Regions from separate parts of the Sminthopsis crassicaudata genome. Here region 2 is linked to region 1. Evidence: chromatin contacts called from public Hi-C data. All regions are on one chromosome and are shown on one strand. The core of a region is the stretch at or near the end of the contact, and the rest is flanking DNA. Distances in the headings are between cores, read along the strand shown. Region 1 holds the start of OLFML2A (olfactomedin like 2A). Region 2 holds the start of WDR38 (WD repeat domain 38).

What was found. Hi-C and Micro-C count contacts between places; a contact is called where the count stands out from the background.
Region 2: a Hi-C map of hippocampus shows a contact between it and region 1, with 2.9 times the contacts expected there. The contact joins the promoter of WDR38 here to the promoter of OLFML2A in region 1. A contact is called at or near these places in 2 of 2 Hi-C or Micro-C datasets (fibroblasts and hippocampus).

What each region holds. Positions count from the first base shown.
Region 1 is chr2:467,148,750-467,153,023 of ASM4859323v1, forward strand. It overlaps OLFML2A (olfactomedin like 2A), which reads left to right and starts at 1,482. Exons shown (of 8, transcript XM_074293065.1): 1 at 1,482-1,658. The coding sequence starts at 1,590.
Region 2 is chr2:467,323,054-467,327,227 of ASM4859323v1, forward strand. It overlaps WDR38 (WD repeat domain 38), which reads left to right and starts at 1,425. Exons shown (of 9, transcript XM_074293066.1): 1 at 1,425-1,683. The coding sequence starts at 1,468.

The sequences.
Region 1 (4,274 bases), core at 232-2,731:
CTTTCCAGTCTTCTCTCAGAGAATAAAATTCACAAATCATTTACCTCACAATAGCCGGGAGCAGTATCCTTGACCCCATTGTATAGAAAGAGGAAAGGTTTAACTGAAAATACATAATTGTTTTTGTTTGTTTGTTTGTTTGTTTCCTGAGGCTGGGGTTAAGTGACTTGCCCAGGGTCACACAGCTAGGAAATGTTAAGTGTCTGAGATCAGATTTGAACTCAGGTCCTCCTGAATTCAAGGCTGGTGCTCTATCCAAGTACATAATTGTAAAGGGCAGAGCCAGAAGTGTAATCTACATCTTTTGCCCTCCAGCCCACCTGCTTGGTACTACCCTGGCACACAGTTCAATCAATTTAAACTTTTACTAAGTTATGTAAATAATAAAATAACTATTGGATGCAAAGCTCCGTGCCGGGGACTGGAAGTATAAGAAGGAACGGAACAAAGTAACTGCCTACCCTCAAGGAGCGTACATTCTTACTTCCGGTGGAAAGCTATGTGTGATGAAAGAATAAATGAAGATTGCTCTAGAGTGGGAAATACGGGAGCCAGGTGGTGCAGTGGGTAGTGCCAGGCCTGGAGTCAGAGACCTCACCTTCCCGAATCATTTACTAAGCTGTGTGACCCTGGGCAAATCACTGAACCCCACTTGCCTTTTTTACCTTAACAAAAAACGAGCTGGGGAAGGAGATGGCAAACCGCTCCACTTTCTCATAAGGTCCTGAAGAGTCGGGCAGGACTTGAAAGAGCGGGAAACCGTAAGCTAAAAGCCCCGTAGTAACGAGTCGGGCTCGTCGTTGGCTCCACGTGTTTGGCTAGAGAAAGCAGAACTGAGGGTCGCGGCATAGAAATCTGTGCTCCGGAATAGAGAAGCAATTAGTCTGGGCGGAGGAGGGAGAGAGACAGAGAGACACTGAGTTAAATTCAAGCAAAAAAGAAGAAAGCGAGAAAAAGATAGAAGTTGAGACATAAACTGAGATAGGAAAGGCAGACGTTACCGAAGTAAGGGGGAAAAGACGAGGTACAGGGAGGGATTAGAAAGAGAAAAACAGGGAAGAAGTACGTTAAATAGTCAGGATGCGGGGCGGGAATGGTGAATAAGGAAGAGGAGAGCTAGGAAAAAGCTGAGGAGAAATGAGGAGTGACCCCTCCTCATCTCGGTTTTGATATCGCACTCCCAGTGTCTAAGGCTATCTCTAGGTTGTGAAATTCTCCAAACAAAATGCTCTCAATACACTTTAATTTAAAAAAAGAAACGAAACGAAAAGAAAAAACTTGCCCCGTTGAGGAAAGGGAGCCGTAAATTCAAACAAGCCACTAGGCTAGTGGGAAAGTGCCAGGACCGAGGGTTGGGGGCCGGAGGGATGGGCGGGGCGGGGCGGGGGCCGGAGCCCAGCCCATGATCCCAGGGGTAAGGGATGGGGGGGTGGGGCGGGCCGCTCCGGCCCCACCCCCCGGCCGGCCCCTACACCAGCCGGGCCGGCGAGGGCGGGGTGCTGAGAGAGCGGCGGGAGCTCCGGGACTTAAGCGCGAGCGGAGCCCGGCCCAGCCGCCCGTCTGGCTTGTCCAGCTGTCCAGCCCGAGCAATGGCCCGACGCGGACTGCTGTGGTTGCCGCTGGTGCTATACGTGGCCGCAGTGAGGGCCAACAGCAAGGTAGGTGCTGAAGAGCTGGGGGGCGCCTCCCATGCCCTCCTCGCCCCCTTCGTCGCGTACCTTTGGAGTCCTCGGAAGGACCTTAGAGTGTCAGGCTGGAGGGACCTTCCGAGGCCAGTTACCTCAGGACTTAGAACGTCAGAGGGCGGAAGGCCCCCTCCCATCCTGGTCCGGCTTTAAAGGTGGGGAAACTGAGGCCCGTCAGCACTCTGCTAAAGCCCAGGAACCGTTCTTCTCTTTAGAAGCGCTCCCCACCCCCACCCCCGGGAAAGCTGACCGCTGGCACGGGACCGGGCGCTGTGCGGCGTGGGGAAAGAAGGCCGGGTTCTGGCGGGGAGCGGGCTGGGCTGGGAGAGGGGACGGGATCCCGGAGGAGGCATCCTGAGCAGTGCCTTCTCCGTTCGGCAGCACCCCGCCTGGCGCGCATCTCAGCCCGTTTAAATTCTTACTAAGTTAGGTGAATAATACAGCGGATTCAGCATCTGAGACCAGGTGTTTTTCCTTCAAATCTGTAAAATGAGAGACTTGTCCCAGATGACCTCCGAGGTCCCTTCTAGTCACATATTCTCTGTGTTAGAACATTGTGCATTCTCCAGTCTTGTCCAGCTCTCTTCTGTCCTGTGGTCCCTCCAGACCTTTCGCTAGCTACGAGCCCTCCGATGGGAGGGTGGGAGGGAAGGGGGTAGGGGAGAAGGATCCCCCCACTGAACATGGGGAAGGGAATAAGAGCCAATACCGTCTGGGAACTCAAAGAAAAAGGAGGCGGGACACTTCTACAGCCTGTGGCAGCTGGCTCACCTAGTCTCTGGTGGGGTTTTCACCAGAAAAGTATAACATAAAAAGTGGTACAAATGCCTGTCTGCAATGAGGTGACCTGTAGGGAAGTATCCTTTCTTTCTTTTTTTTTTTGCTGAGGCAATTGGGGTTAAGTGACTTGCCCAGGGTCACACAGCTAGGAAGTGTTAAGTGTCTGAGACCACATTTGAACTCCGGTCCTCCTGACTTCAGGGCTGGTGCTTTATCCACTGCACCACCTAGCTGCCCCGTATCTTCTCTTTCCATTGAGCATGGAGAGGAGGGGAAAGACTTTTGGTGCAACTGGAGTCTCCTGTACTTTTTCTTATACATCTCTCCTCTGATCCTCAGATGCCAAGTGATTTACTGAGATCCTCTGGAAATGCAATTTCACTTAATTTGTAGAAGAGTGGAGAAGGAGCTTAGAACATAATGATAATAAGTACCATTTATCTAGTATTTCACAGGGATCACAAATTACACACAGAGCTACAATGTAGCAAAGAATCTTAAGATGGGAAAGGACTTGAAGACTCATCCAGTCCAGGTTTTATCTGACCAAGAATGTCCTTTAAACAACTTCAATAAGTAGTTTCCACACTCACTGAAGTCTTCTAGTCATAAAGATCAAGTTACTGGATGTCAATCTAAATCTGTCTTTTTCAGACTCTTGCCCTGTCCCTGTACTTCTGGCTGCCTCAGCCAAGCAGAAAAAAAGTGGAGCTCTTGGAGCTAGGCTGAAGTTGGTTGGATTTGGACAAGGGAAGCATGGGCTCTGTATGTGAGGAATCCTGCCCAGATCTACCATTATCTTTCTAGGTGACCCTGGTCAAATTATTTCACTTCTGTGCCTCAGTTTTCCCAAATGTCAAATAGTGGGAAGGGACTAGAATGTTCATTGTCCTAGCAGTCTATAGTCTAGGGTCTATTTTAAACCCAACATTGAGTCTCTATCTTGCCCTTGGTTAGTGGTCATATCCAGATCTCTTGAATCAGCTATTTCCACTAATTTACTTTTCTATATGTCATAGATGCAGGAATCACATGTCATCTTATTATCTTTTTCTCCTTCCTCCTTTAAGTTTTCTCTAAACAAGAGGCTGTGTGGGTTTATGACAGAAGAATTTAAATTGAAAGCAGAAAAAATGAAAATACAAATTTGCTGTGTTAGCCAAACATCACTTGTTTAAAAAACATAAGAAACTGCAGACAAAGCAGCCGGATCCCAGGTGGACAACTTTTGTGGTTGGAGCTCCTGCGGTGAGGGAGCATTTGAGGAGTTGTACGTTTCTGCCATCTAAAAGACAGGAATCTTCACTGTCCATAGGAAGGGGCACTCTGCTTAATATGATCCAAGTCTGGAGTTGCTGGGAAAAATAAAACCCAAGTTTTCTATTTATTTACTACCTGAAAGTCCTGGGGGCTAGAATTCAAGAATCCTGGGTTCAGCTTCAGTTTTGCTATTTATTTGTTGTGATATGACCTTTAGCAAGTGATTTCACCTGTTTCTTTGTCTGCATAAGGAGGGAATTGGACTAAGTAATCTTTAAATTCCCTTGACTCTATATCCAAAGGTGGGTTCAAAAGTCCTTTTGAGGAGCAGATAGATGGCCCAGAGGCCCAGTGGATGGAGTGTTGGGCCTGGATTCAGGAAGATTCATCTGGATTCAAATCTGGCCCCAGACTCTTATAACTGTGTGACTCTGAGCAAGTCATTTAACCTTGTTTGCCTCCTTTACCTCATCCATAAAAATAATCTGCAGAAGGAAATGGTAAAGTATCTTTGCCCAGAAAATCCCAAATGGGGTCACAGAATCCCTG
Region 2 (4,174 bases), core at 175-2,674, 170 kb after region 1:
ACAAAATTATAATTCTCTCTGAATGCAAATGACATTTTTCTTCCCAAGTGTATTGAATCTTCTTTCTAGGAAAACCTCAGGTGCTCCCGTTTCCCAAAAGCCTCCCCTGCTTGCCCTTTCTAGTGGCAATCCCTTCTACCTGCTCCAAGCTCTCAGTTGTTTTGTATTTATCATAATCTGACTCCCACAGAGCCTCTTCTGATACATTACATGCAGGTAGCCCTGGGTTAAGTAAAAATTTCAGCTGTGGGCCTGGTGACACTCTACATGTGTATGTTGTCCCAGGACCAGGCTGTTAGTTCAGAGAGGTAAATCACTGGCTTGCCATCAGGGACGCTGGCAATTCAGGAAACATGGTAGGTTCCATATGGTACCCAGAGTGATAAGATATGAAATCTTTCAGATCAATCACTGCCTCTGGAGTCAGAGGACCTAGAAGTAGGTAGCCAGAGTACCTTCCTCTGATGATTACCTTCCTGGCCTTCAATCCTCCTGGGCCTCAGTTTCCTTCATCCTTCATAGAAAAATGAAGGAGTTGGTCTACATCAATGGAGTCAAATACATATAAAAATGAGGACCACTGCCCTGTATATAAGGGCTGCACATTGACTTATAAAGGTTCACATTCACATTCTGTTGTTCAGTCAGACATGACTGTGACCCTATCCGGGGTTTTCTTGGCAAAGATACTGGAGTACCATTTTCCTTATCAGACTCATTTTATAGATGAGGAAACTGAGGCAAACAGTTTGGTAGCTAATCTTGCCCAGGGTTATATAGTTAGTAAGTGTTTGAAGCTAGATTTGAACTCGGAAGGATGAGTTTCCTGTGCCACCTCTTTGTCTTATATTATTAACATTATGTCCTATTGTATTTTTACATTTGCAATCTATTGTATGTTGCTGCTTTATTTTTATCTATTTCGTTAGGTATTTTTCAATTACATCTTCGTCTAGTCCAATGTCCGTTCAAGATGTCACAACTTGTGATGAGCCTCTGCAACTACAGGTTTGATTCCAGTCTCGCCCACCTGTGAAGTCCCTTCCAGCTATGATCCTACAAATAGTTTTTAAACCCCCCTCATAAGGTTTATATTTTTCTCCTTAAAAAAAAAATAAAAAGGTGAGTAAACAGTCTCAAAAAGGGACCGTGGAAAGCTGGCTCTGGCTCTGAGTTCATATTTAGTGGCGAAGCCAACAGTATATTTTTATTCTCCACTGCACCATATTGCCTAAATTCACGAAGTCTGGGCTCTCCTGCATCTCCCGCGTACTGCCAGGGATTCTCGGTACACACTAAGCGTTTAATAGCTGCTGTTTGGGGATGCTAACAGCGCCCCCCAGTGGCTTTAAGCCGGATTTTGGAGCAGAGCAACGAAGGGGAGGAAACCGGGCGGGGCGGTCACCATGGAAACCCCAGCGTACACATCCCCCACCCCTCTCCTTGCTAGCCCAGAACAGCCCTAGCATGCCCAGGTCGGCAGTCGCCGTAAGAGAGATGCCCGCGGTGCGGGGGAGGTTCGGGGATCGCGGCCCCCGCGATCGAAGCCCCCACAAAGCTAGATCTGAAGCCACATCTGAGTCCTCCATCCAGACCCCTCCGACCCCGCCCTCACTAGCTAGAACGGATTGGGCGCCTTTGACCGTGGGGAGTATAAAATACTTCAGTCGTCACAAAGGGGAGGTAAGCGGGGGTACGGATGGGGGCCAAAGCTGTGGTCAGTTGGAAGAGGGGCCTTTCTGGGCCCTGGAGCATCCCACAACCTCTTTCCCCAGATGCTGCATTCTGCCAGCACCCCAATCTAATTTCCCCCCAGCTTGCTACCTCTGCTGACTTCACTAATGCAGTCTGGGGGAATCATCCAGTCCAGATTAGATTCTTTGATGTTTATCTCAGACAAGTTCCCTTTTCCTCATTTCATGTACCCAGGGAGTCAGTCTTATTATGTCTGATCCCTCTCTATTCTCTCTAAAACAATTCCAATCCAGATGGACGATTGCAATGGCTTCTTAAAATGGTGTTGCTACCCTTTTAATCAACTCACCTCGGAGTTAGGTGGAATACTATAGGAACTAATAGGATAGACCTGGAAGAGACCTTATTGGTCATTTAGTTCAGGCCCTACATTTTATTATTTTTTTTAAATAAAGCTTTTTCTTTTCAAAACACATGTATAGATAATTGTCAACATTCATCCTTGCAAAACCTTATATTCCAAATTCTTTTTCCTCCCTCCCTTCTCCCTATCCCTTCCAATCCCCCAATATATGTTAAATATGTGCAATTCTTCTATACATATTTCCACAATTATCATGCTGCACAAGAAAAATCAGATCAAAAAGGATAGCCCTTCATTTTAGAAAGGAGGAAACTGAAGTCCAGCAATATTAAAATATGTATATATGTATTACACTGCTTTGCTTAAAATCTTTCAAAGTTTCCTATTGGCTTTCTCAATTCAGATCCTTCCTCTAGGCATTCAAGGCAGACATTACTCCCACCTTTTCGGCTTTATATTTTATTTTTTCTTTCCCTGTACTATCATTGTATGCTTCAGCCAAACTGGACTCCTTAACACACAGCAAATGTCCCAATGCTTTCTCCCTATGTGTGACTACTCACATTATCTCATTAATCCATGTCTTCTTTTCCCCTCTTCCTGTTGGATTCCTATCTCTCCTTTAAACCCCAATTCAAAGCCCTTTCTTTCATGAAGTATTCTTGATTTTCTTCCAAGTCTTTTCAGATGTCACATCAAACATTACATGTTTGTGATTCTATTTGATGTTATTATGTATTATAGTCATTTGTATATTTGTCAAAGTGTGATGATGTCATGGGAAATGTCTTAAAAGTCAGACGATTAGCTTGGCAGAGATTATTTGGTCTACACTCATTTCAAAGGATGAAAAAAGGAGTCTCATAAGAGTGAAGTGGATCCCAGGTAAGAAACAGGACAGTTAGAAATCTAATCCAGGTCAGGTGATTTCTAGATCCATTATTCTTTGCCTGGGTCCTGGAAGCAGCAGCATAAGGGTAAGATGAAGAGACCTCTGGATTTAAATGGTCAGACCTGTGTTTTCACCCTGATCCTGGAATTTATTAGCTAAGTAATCTTGGGCAAGCCACTTCACAAACTCACTTATTTTCTGTGTCCTTTGCTGTCAAGAGATATTGGCATGAGCTATCTCACAGACTTGATGTGAGAAAACAAACCTGTAAACCTTTATAAAGCTGGTATAGAAATAAAAACAATTATCACTGTTATCTCTTATCATTTTCCATGGAACTGTTTTAAGTAGACTTTTTCTTTTAACCTTCTAAGCAATATAATGCAACTAGCATATGTTAATATGTGCAGTATTAATGTGCAATTATATAGCAATATGCAAGAGATAAAAAAAGACAAAACAAAAGCAATCCCCGATCTCTAAGTACTCAAATTTTACTAGGAAAATGCAACATGTAAACAGATAATAATATGCATTATAATAAGGCTCTAGAGATCTGTTACAAGGGAGATCAGGAATGGCTTGTGAGACTAAGAGATGTCTCAAAAACTGGGCCTATAAGGAAGAGAAATTCTAAGAAATAGAGGTAAAGAGAGGGAGTGGGGTGGGAAGATAGATGGCTAAGGTGTGAGGAGAATAAGTAGGGCTATTGACTGAAAAGAATGGGGGAGTAACAAAGGGGAACTATGTGAAATAATTGGGGAAGATGGGAGAATATAAATTTGGGCTTTAAAAATGCTAAACAGGAGCAGCTAGATGGCTCAGTGGATAGAGCACCCTGAATTCAGGAGGACCCGAGTTCAAATGTGGCCTCAGACTCTTACACTTCCTAGCTGTGTGACTCTGGGCAAGTCACTTAACCCCAGATGCCTCAGCCAAAAAAAAAAAAAAAAGCTAAACAGAAGAATTTAAAATTTAGCTTAGAGATAATAAAGTACACTGAAAGTTATTAGAGCAAGGGAATTACATAGTCAGATCCCTGGTTTAAGGAAATTATGCATTGAAGAGTCCTGAATATGAGAATCCAATTAGAGATGGTTGATGATCTAGAACTGACATTCTGGAAACAGAAGGATATGGGGATCCTGCATATAGTTAATTGAACTTAAAAGGAGCTGATAAGATCATAAAGTCAAAAATACAAAGACAGAGACAGACAGCTA